Regions from separate parts of the Sus scrofa genome. Here region 1 is linked to region 2. A link is a contact called in public Hi-C data. All regions are on one chromosome and are shown on one strand. The core of a region is the stretch at or near the end of the contact, and the rest is flanking DNA. Distances in the headings are between cores, read along the strand shown. Region 1 holds the start of PHLDA1 (pleckstrin homology-like domain family A member 1). Region 2 holds the start of BBS10 (Bardet-Biedl syndrome 10 protein).

Region 1 (5,041 bases), core at 351-2,850, 250 kb after region 2:
TATAGGTTAAGCAATTTATAATCTTATAATCAAGTCGTAAATGAAAGTGAACACAATAACTTTCTAAATTCTGTTAAATGTCTTTAAGCCAGTGTTGATTAATGGACTTCTAAGCAAATATCTGACTAACTGCCAACTAAGAGAAACTGCTAGCAATTCAGTTCCATGTGTAGTTTCTTATTTTTTAAAAAATTACTCTTACAAGCAAGCAATGGGATGATACTTAAATACCTATTGTATGTTGCTCAGAAAAAGAAAGGTTTATAGCACTTATTTTACATAGCATTTATAAAATATAATAGCGTTTAAAGTTCAGAGAGGTCTAACATATATAGTAGTTAATCCATTTTTTAAAGTATACCAAATATAAATAATAAGACAAGTTTCAGAAGTTTTTTTTTTTATGAAGTCCTGTTATAGTTTGAAAAAAATTTAAAGTAGGATGCATGATGAAAAATCTGTTAAAAGTATTCAAAGACATTTGATTTTTTTTTTTTTAATGACAGATTCAGGCTTTTGAGTCCATTTAAAATTTCTACATATGTTAGGCTCCTACTCTGTGCTAGGAAATTTATTAGGTGTTTGGGATACAACAAAACAGTGATCTTTGCCATCTTAAAAGAGCTTGCATTCTACAAGAGTGGAAACAGAAATATAAGCAAAAGGCATTATAAATTATTCGGTATGTTAGGAGGTAATACATGCTATGGGAAAAGTTAAGGGAAATTGGATGGTTGCAATTTTAGACTGATTAGCAAAGGTCTCATTGAGCAAAGACTTGAAGAAAGTGATTGAGATGACAAAGAGATTGTAATATAGATGGTAAGACAACAAGGATAGAGTCGAGGCAAAGCCCTTGCAGTAATTCAGGGGAGAGATGAGGTGATTTGGATCAGGGCGGTAATGAAGGAAGTTGAGAGAAATGGACAGAATATAGATATAGTTTGAAGACATAACTGATGGGATTTCTTGACTCAACTGGCAAGTGAGTAAAGGATTATTGTAAGGTAGGCGTCCTTCTAAACATTTGTAGTTCTGGGGCAAGAGTACAATGGAGACACCAATGATTAAATATTTTAAAGCCTTGTGAAATGAAAATGCACCCAACACTACTCTCTTGACAAATAAATCTTCATAAGTGCCTGGAACAGGTTTGATTTCAGATCCTTAAAAGTCCTATGCCAGAAACTTCTTGTGAGAAAGCTGATCCTTTGCCCATGTCTCACCTTCCTTCTCTTCCCATCCTTGCCTCTGAATTAAATGGCAAGAGGCCTTCTGCACATTTGTGTGGACATCCTAGCCTATATGTTCAAAATCAGTGGTGATATAACACACTTTGAAATAGCCAAAATTATTTAGGCAGGGTATTTGGAATCCTGAATAACTGAAATGTAGTCTAGAAAGAGTATGAGTTCCAGATAGACACGTAGTATTGGTTCTTCTAAAGCTCGTGGCCTCCACAGGCTTGTTTTTGGTTTTTGGTTTTTAGTTTTGGCTGCACCCATGGTATTTGTAAGTTCCCGAACTAGGGATGCAACTGCACCACTGCAGTGACAATGCTGGGTCCTTAACCAGGAAACCTCTCTCTCTCTCTCTCTCTTTTTTTTTTTTTTTTTTTTTTTTTGCTTTTTAGGGCTGAATCTGCAGCATATGGGAGGTCCCAGGCTAAGGGTTGAATTGGAGCTGCAGCTGCCAGCCTACACCACAGCCACAGCAACATAGGATCAGGAGCTGCATCTGTGACCTACACCACAACTCACAGTAGTGCCTGATCCTTAACCCACTGAACTAGGCCAGGGATGGAACCTGCATCCTCATGGATACCAGTTGGACCCGTAACCCCATCAGCCATAACGGGAACTCCCTTGGCTTGTTTTAAGAGCAGTACCACTCCAAGAATTTTGGTTTTGGCCTGAGCAGCTGTACAGATAAAATTGCTACCAACTGAGAGGCTGCAGGTAGGTAGAACAGGTCAGGGTGAGGAGGTAAATTTGGGAGTGCATATATTTGAGTTCTCTGTCAGATACCCAAATAGTACTGTAGGGAAAGGGTAAAGGAGACAATTCAATTTACAGTAACAAGTGACCTGGAATATATAACAACTGAAGGCTGTTTTTTTTACTGCAGCCGTTCTAACCATGATCTTTGCCTCCAGATCCTTACTGAACCACTTCTATCTAGGAATTTGTTTCAACCAATCTTATATAAGCCTATGGACTCCATCCTATTGGCATGCTTTCTTTAAATTTTTTATTTAAGCAAAAGTTCTATGAACCCTGTTTTCTATGAAAAACCCCTCAGATTTTCTCCTCTAGTGAACTACTCAGCAGTATATGTGCCCTTGCCTGGCATGTTAATATTATTATTTTTTAACTTTGGTGGTCTTTGTTTTATTCTTTGACAACAAGCAGTTGGATAAATTTGGGAGTCTTGGGCATATAGCTGTTATTGAAAAGGATAAGACTGGATGCAATCAAGGATAAGACTGGATGCGATCAACAAAGGAGTGAGTGTAGATAAGAAGAGAACCAAGGACTCAAAGATTAAAAGGTTGAGAAGAGGAGGAACCTGTAGAGGAGAGAGACTGACCAGGAAAGTGGAAGGAAAACTAGGTGATACCTTGAAGTCAGTGAAGAACTGTATCCAAGAGATGATCAGCCATGTCAGATGCTCCCAACAGACATCTTTATCTGGCAGGCCCTACCTAATAGGCTTTCCAGACTTTTTTCCAAAGCAATGATTTGTTAGTGAATTTTCTAAACTTTAGTAATTTTTAAGTGACGTTTGTAGGTTTTCAGTATATACAACTGAAGTTGTGGGGTTTTTTTAGGGAAACAGTTATTTCCTGCAATTTGCTTTCTGTGGATTTATTTGTCTTTAAAAAATGGTAGTGTGGTCATTTTTGTGAGTTGGTGGTGACTGGTGAAATTGAGAACAAAATTGTCATCAATCTACAAGATTCCTGCGCTGAGATCTCTAATAATCAATTCCATTATGGTCTGGGAAGGCAAATTGTACACTGAGCCATTTATAAAGTCACTAAGTCCTGAAATACCCAACTGGATATTCTGAGTTTTAAAGTCTAGTTATAAAAAAATAAGTGCTCTTGAAAATCGTGCTGGTTGTTCAGACAGTGTGAAGTAATTTAGATAGAATGCACTTGTTACATCCTGATAAACTGCAGAAGGTGAGCAAACACCAAACCGTGTGTATCTCTTAAGAAAATGGCTTGGACTTCCAGAATACATCATATTTTTACCCACTCAAGCTTGTATTGTATCATTTTCCCATATGAAATGTTTTTCCAACTACACCTGCCCTGAGAGACTCTGAATTACCCATTTAAAAGAAGTATCCTTTCTAAATGAGCTGAAGAATTGCATTCTGTTAAAAAGAGGAACAGCTGGTCATGTAGAAATTCTCAGGAATGCTCACTTGTCCTATAAAGGTAGAGAAAAAACTGAGATGTTAGGTGTAGGGTTGGTCATTGGTGTATAGATTTTTTTTTTAAATGTGGACTTACTAGAAATTAAAATTACATAATTTTAATAATTGCTATTCTCTTAAAAGAGTGCTAATTCATTAACAATGTGAAGGCCCTGAGAACCTGCTAAGTACAATTTAGGTCTCAGGATTGTGCTTGAATTGTCCCATTTGCTGGAAAGTTGTTCTTTAGATTAAAATTCAGGACCTTCCTGTGTTTAAAAGTTACCCTTTGTTCTTGATTACCTTGGGATTAACTTCGAATTTCTTAAGCACGACACACAAAGAATTTGACTCTTGCTCAGCTCTGCAAGCTCATCTGTCTCCCTTTTGAATTCTTTGTTCCAGCCAGATGAAACTACAGATGAGCCAAGCTTTCCCTTTGTCCTTGTGCTCAAGGAGCAGCCTTTCCTCTTACCTGGGCCACTCTGACTTGTCCACCCCGATTTCTTTTTTATTGGTTTGTTTTTGGCATTTTTTTCTTTATTATGTTAAAACACTATCCCCAACACTTAGAACAGGGTCATGAACAAATAAGTGTTCAATAAGTACTTATCAAACACTACCTATCTGAGGTATGTTTAAGACATTTGTTCCTATTTATTTTTTAATTTGTGTAGTTCTTCATATTTTTAAGATCGTTACCTAGTTGGGGTTCTCTGTGTACTTAATACATTTCCCCAAGAGCTTTGGTCTCAGTTTATGCTCTTTATTCTGCTATGTTTCCCAGAATTTATAGAAATTGTTTAAACGGAGTAGAAGGGAGCTAGGGGCGAGTGCAGCATTTCCTTCCCCACATTACTGGTAAATGAGGTCACAAGTGATCTAAACCGTTGGGCGTTTGCAAAGAGGGGCCCGCAGGGCCAACCTGCAGGTTTTGGAGGGCTCGACCGCCTTGAAATATGCGGGTCATTTCCTGGGTTTGTAAGACGAGTTACAAATTCACATTCAAATATGTGTGAGATACTGTAGGCTGTACGGATGGGTTAAGAAGGAATTTAGAGAGCTTGCGAACGGGTGAAGAGAGGCTCCTGCCTGAGCTCCTGGCCCGAGTAAAGGAAGGTGAGGTCTCAAGTGGGTCTCTTTCCCCTACCTCTTCCAAACGGGACAGACGGTAGCGCTATTGCCTCAAGTATCGCCACTCAGCTCCAAGAAGGGCTAGTTAGTGACCGTAAGCGAATGAGCGTGAAGACACCCTGTCCTCACTGCCTTTGTGCGCTGAGATTTTTACGGAAGGGGGGCACTCTTTCTCGGCTCGCGAGCCTCACCCTCAGCCTCCCAACTCGCCTGGGCCAGGACGCGGGCTCTACGGGATCTTGGAGCCCAGCGCGAATCCCCAGGGCTGGTTCCCAAGGGCAGAGGATTGGCATACTAGACAGTGTCTGGTAGTTGTACCCACCCTCGTAGTCCCAACATTTTCTGAAGCTGTTAGCAGAGCGCCCCACCGGGAGGAGAGGAGGGAGGGCTGGGGATGGCCTCTTAGCACCCTCTGCGCGTCGGCATTCTTCGCCGGGCGGCTGTGGCCCCAGGCGGAGGAGAGGAGTTTCCGGGGCTCAGG
Region 2 (5,686 bases), core at 1,699-4,198:
CAGACATCGTTGAAGTAGACTTGTCAGATTATTCTGAGTATTGTAAACAGTGCCTTTTCAATGGAATTCACACTGTTTTAGGGTGTCAACTCGTGCCATAAACACAAAATTATGTGGAAGGCAGTTTTAACTTTTTGAAGAATATCTTAGTCAAATATTTAAGGAAACAAAAGTATAAAATTCTGTTTTTTCCATTGTTTAGCATTTCTAGTGAGCAATGAATACATTTGGAAGACTTTTTTGTTTGACATAGTGATAATGGCATGATGATGAGCCATTTATGACTCTGCAGATTATTTTGAATTATGTTAAATGTATAGAAATAAAATATTATTAGCATTTATACCAAATTTTCCAATTTGAACCATTGGTGGAAGGGGGAGGGAGGATCCCCACACAAATCACTAAGCTTACATTTCCACTTATTTGACTGTGTGATAAAGAGGTTCTTTAAAATGTATAACCTGCCACTTTTATGTAATTTGGTTTCATTTTGTTCACCTACCGTGTAAATTTAGTATATTTAACTTACTTTTTGTTACTCTTAACATATTGTTGGCTTTGTTACAGTTTTTAATTGAAGATGGACTGTTAAAATTGTATAGGACCAGTGTCTCCTTAATATGATTAACATATTTAGAAGAGCCACAAGAAACCCATGACAAAATGAATGTGAATATACTTTCTAAAATATTTAGAAGATTTCTTTCCACATTTATCATGTAAAATTACTTTAGTATTACATACAATATTGAAATTTATTTAAAGAAAAAAATGCCATGAAACATTTGAACTGATGAGCAACAGAACGTCAGTTGAAAATTTTCACTTTTTAGCATGCTGACTGTAAATCTAAGTTAAATATCCTATTTAAAGGCCATTTATAAATTCAAACACTACCACTGGTCAGTTTTATAAAATAGAATAAAATATGTTATCTGCGGTGTAAGTACAGCACACTGTCAAATTCTTTTCCTTAAGGTGCACAGTAAATGTACAGATAGTCATAGGCAACTGTTTTGTAATGTATTAACTACATTTTTAATCTGTTATTCCTAATCTATTGTTTGCAGAGATAAAACAATTGAATTTTTCTAATCTGTAAGATGATGCTAACTTCAACAAGTAGGCATTCTAAATAAAATTTTTAAAAAAAATCAAACTGTAACAAAATGACTTTGAATATAACATATGGTGATTAAATTACTTAATTTTTTACTTAAAAATAATTTGGGGGGGAGTAGTTGTGAAGGATGCTGAAGGGCTTGGAAGGGATTTAATAGGTAGATTCCCTAATGTATGCTTTACCCAATGCTCTAGATTCATTCTTCTTGAATATTCACAATGACTTTCAGGTAAGTGGGGATTAGATTTTATAGATGAAGAATCTGAGGCTCAGAGAAGTTAAAATGATTCCAAAAGCTGTATCATAAGACTGGGTTGAGCCCAGGTTTGAGTCTATGTCTGACTTCACTGTCCATTCTCTTTCCACTGGGTACTTTAATACAACTCCGATCAAAACACCTGACTTTAAATGCTTGACTTTAAACACACTGATCAAATCTGTGTACTGAGTAACTCATTTGTAATGTGTAAGAAAAAAAGAACCTTGCTATTACACAAGCTTATGTACAAAACCCCTCAAATTATCTACTAGTCTATGAGTCAATATCACACAGGTTCCAAGAAATCACTCCTCTCTAGTTTTCCTCTTTTCATCCATTATCCTCCCCTCCCACATTTGCTCTCCTCAGGATCTGGTTGCTCCTGGTTAATAGTCAGTTGGTTCTGTCTTATTAGGGAAAAGGGGAGGTTTCTCCTGTCCTATGTATGGGAATAAGAGGTAGGGAAAACAGATCCTCACTGTTCAATCTCAATGAAACATCTATAGTGTAAATAATTTTCTTAATAATATTGACCACACTCTAATAGGTGTCCTGTGTTATGATAATCGACCCTTTTGCACCTTAAAAAACATCCCTTTCTTACGGAGATAGTGAACCCCTTCAGTGATGGCACGGCACAGCAGTTTGTTGAACATACTGTTAATATTTGAGACACCAAACAAAAACAAAAAGAATGCTTTGTAAACATTCTCGCCCTCCTCAAAACTTTGAGTTTTACATATCACCATTTTTTTTGAGAAGTGGACACAAAAGAATGTCACAGATGAGTAAATGGCACAGCAAACCCAGGTCTAAATCTCAAGCCCATGTTCTTAACTATTTCATCCTTAAGAGAGAAGGTGTATCTTAGTATGCGAAACGGTATGTTCTTTCTGCTCAACAGGATTTTTTTTTTTTTTCCTGTCGTCGAATTGTGTCCAGGCATCTTGGGTCAATGCGTTTTTAAAGCATATTATTGATTACCAATGTGGCTAAGTCTTCACATACAACACTTCTGCTAAAGAAAAAGTAAATTGTGGTAACTAGGGTTTCATAGTGATACCTAAGCCCAGGTAATGTGGTAAAGCCCCCTTCTGAATGCCTGCAGCTCCTGACTGTGGCCAGGCCCTCCCCATCTGTCTTGCATCAGTAAAGAACCGCTGATGGAGTGTGTGGACATGGTATGCGCTAGTCCAAGGCAGAGGTTTTGTTACCAAACAACTTTTGTCGGGAGTTGGGAACGAGCAGAGTTCTAGCTGCAGAGCCCAGCCCCTCAAGGACCGTGTCGAGTCCTTGAGAGGAAGTTTCCTGGGAAACGGAGGGAACAGGTGGCAGCTGCAGCCTCTGGAGAATGAATTCACGTAGGGAGCTAGGGAAGGGCCTGCGGCTTTCTCTCCAGCCAGCTCTAAAGTCCCGACCTCTTCTCTGACCTCGCGCGCTACCGACGATAGCTCCTACCGGGAGAAACGCGGGTCTTTACCGCAGAGCTGGCGAAAAAATGGACGCTCGCCCAACCCAGAGGCCGCCCGGCCATGACTTCCGGCCTCCTCCCCGCCCCTTCCGCTTCCGGCTGCACCCCGCTCAGCTCCCTCCTGGATGTGTCCGGGTTCCGCTCCGGCGACCTGGAGCCGCCGGAACCTGAAAGGCTATGGCTGTTGTGGGTTCTGTGAGGGCGGCATTGCAGGTGGCCGAAGTGTTAGAAACCATCGTGAGCTGCTGCTTGGGGCCCGAAGGGCGGCAGATTCTGTGTACGAAGCCCACTGGCGAGGTGCTGCTCAGCCGGGACGGAGGCCTCCTCCTGAAGGCGCTGCATTTAGAGCATCCCATAGCCAGGTACGCTCCAGCCGGTTAGAGCATCTCGTAATCAGGTACTCACGTCCCACACTCCAGCCCATAGATGGGCATTCCAGGCCATCTCCCTGAACTTCTTGTCCCTGAGGTTATGCTCCTGAAAAAACTGACCTTAAATGAGACCACTGTACCCTCAGCGTTTGAGCGTTGCTCAAGAAAACATTCCCAGACTTAAGATCTTAACAGCTGCCGAGAACATTTCTCACTGCTTTCCCTCCAGCTCGACCCAACCCTAGAATCTTGAAATAGAACAAAGCAACCTAAAAAAGGAAAAAAGGAAAACTAAGTATATCAAAGGGACAGTATTCTCATTTTATGCCTGTAGCTGTAAAAACAAGATTTCAACTGTTATTCAGATGTAGGGAGGCAGCCTTCTGAAAATCTGAGTTGCTTTATTTCTTTTTTTGTACAGGATGATGGTGGCATGTGTTTCCAGTCATCTAAGAAAAACAGGAGATGGTGCTAAAACATTTATTATCTTTCTTTGCCACTTACTCAGAGAATTCCATGCAATCACAGACAAAGAAAAGGATTCTTTATTTTTCAAAAATATTCAAACCCATGGAAGGCATTGGAAAAATTGTTGTCAGTGGAAATTTATTTCCCAAGCTCTTCTAACATTTCAGACACAAGTATTAGACTATGTTATGGATCATTACTTAAGTAGACACTTTTTGTCCATCTTTTCTTCATCCACTAAAAAGAGAACATTGTGTAGAAGTTCTTTAGAGATGCTCTTAGAAGCATTTTTTTGTGGAAGAGTGGGAAGAAATAATCACACCTTTATTTCACAGTTGATGTGTGACTACTTTTTCAACTGTATGTCCTGTGAAAGTGAATTTGAAGAAGTATTTGAGTTAGTCGATGACTGTTTTGTTGAGTTGAAAGTTGGTGTCACCGGCCTTCCTGTTTCCGATTCCAGGATCATAGCTGGGCTTGTGCTTCACAGAGACTTTTCTGTATACTGTCCAGCAGATGGTGACATAAGAATAGTGATAGTAACTGAAACCATTCAGCCTCTTTTTTCAACTTCTGGATCAGAGTTTATTCTAAATTCAGAACAACAGTTTCAGACATCTCAGTTTTGGATTAAAGAAAAGACAAAAGCAATAGTGAAACATTTACAGAGTGAGAATGTAAGATTGCTCCTATCTAGTGTGAAGCAACCAGACTTAGTAATTTATTATGCAAGACTGAATGGCATATCCGTGGTGGAGTGTTTATCATCTGAAGAACTTTCTCTTATCCAGAAGGTCACTGGTATTGCTCCCTTTGTACTACCACAGGCCTCTTCACAGTATGAAATCTCTAATACTGCTTTGGTGAAATTTTGTAAGCCCCTTATCCTTAGATCCAAAAGGTATGTTCATCTTGGCTTGATTAGCACATGTTCATTTATACCACACTGTATAGTACTTTGTGGACCAGTGCAAGGTCTTGTTGAACAACATGAGGGTGCTCTACATGGAGCATTTAAAATGCTTCGGCAGTTATTTAAAGACCTTAATCTAAATTATGTGACACGAGCAAGTGACCAAAATTGTACATCAAGTACTAATGTTTATAAGAATAGTAGAGAAAGAAATCAGTTATCAGAAATTGTTAACAGCTCAGTTCAAAGGCCATATCAGGGCACAGTTGTAAAGAATGAAGATGAACTGGCAAAAACTCATTCATATTCAAAAGTATGTTCAAATTTGGTAGTTCCAGGTATAGAATTAGAAACATACATACCATGTTCAATACCGGAAGTGATGCCAGCAAATACATACCAGACAGATGAAACATTGAGATATTTATCTCCAGACAAAGCCAAGATAATCGATGACCATGAACCATTTATTGAGAGTGATTCTGCTAACTCAAGAACAGAAAATACTAGGATAGAAATTTCCTTTGAAAATGTACAGGTCACAAAAATTGCTGAAAAGAGGAGTATATTACCAGTGAGATATAAGTCATTAGAAATGAGTGCTTCCCAGAGTTACTGTTTCTCATGTATACCAGCTGGTTGTGTTTTGCCAGTGGGTGGTAATTTTGAGATCTTACTGCATTACTATCTTCTCAACTATGCCAAAAAATTCCAGCAATCAGAGGAAACCATGGTTAGTATCATAATAGCTAATGCACTATTAGGCATTCCCAAAACCTTGTATAAGTCTAAGAAAGGAAATAAATGTTTCCCACAAATATATACAAGAGCTCTCCATGCACTGCAAACCAATCAACCCATGGTAAGCAATCCAGCAGGTTTGGAATCAGTTGCTGGTAAATACCAGTTACTAACTTCAGTTCTTCAGTGTTTGACAAACATTTTAACCATTGATTTGGTAATCAATATTAAGAGACTACCGCAGGAAATTTATGATGAAGATTCAGAAGAAGAACTATAAAATTTGGAGTGTTTTATTAGCAAAGTTATCCAACTCAAACCATAAAACAAAGCAGGC

Evidence for each region. Hi-C and Micro-C count contacts between places; a contact is called where the count stands out from the background.
Region 1: a Hi-C map of embryonic fibroblasts shows a contact between it and region 2, with 8 times the contacts expected there. The contact joins the promoter of PHLDA1 here to the promoter of BBS10 in region 2. A contact is called at or near these places in 3 of 5 promoter capture datasets (fetal liver and liver), 10 of 47 Hi-C or Micro-C datasets (alveolar macrophages, embryonic fibroblasts, fetal skeletal muscle and 6 more) and 2 of 2 datasets of contacts at active chromatin or transcription factors (alveolar macrophages and skeletal muscle).

The regions. Positions count from the first base shown.
Region 1 is chr5:39,315,872-39,320,912 of Sscrofa11.1, reverse strand. PHLDA1 (pleckstrin homology-like domain family A member 1) reads left to right here and starts at 1,600. Exons shown (of 2, transcript XM_021092050.1): 1 at 1,600-5,041.
Region 2 is chr5:39,563,612-39,569,297 of Sscrofa11.1, reverse strand. BBS10 (Bardet-Biedl syndrome 10 protein) reads left to right here and starts at 2,948. Exons shown (of 2, transcript XM_003481665.4): 1 at 2,948-3,218; 2 at 3,649-5,686. The coding sequence starts at 3,034. The coding sequence ends at 5,629. OSBPL8 (oxysterol-binding protein-related protein 8) reads left to right here. Exons shown (of 23, transcript XM_005655647.3): 23 at 1-1,157.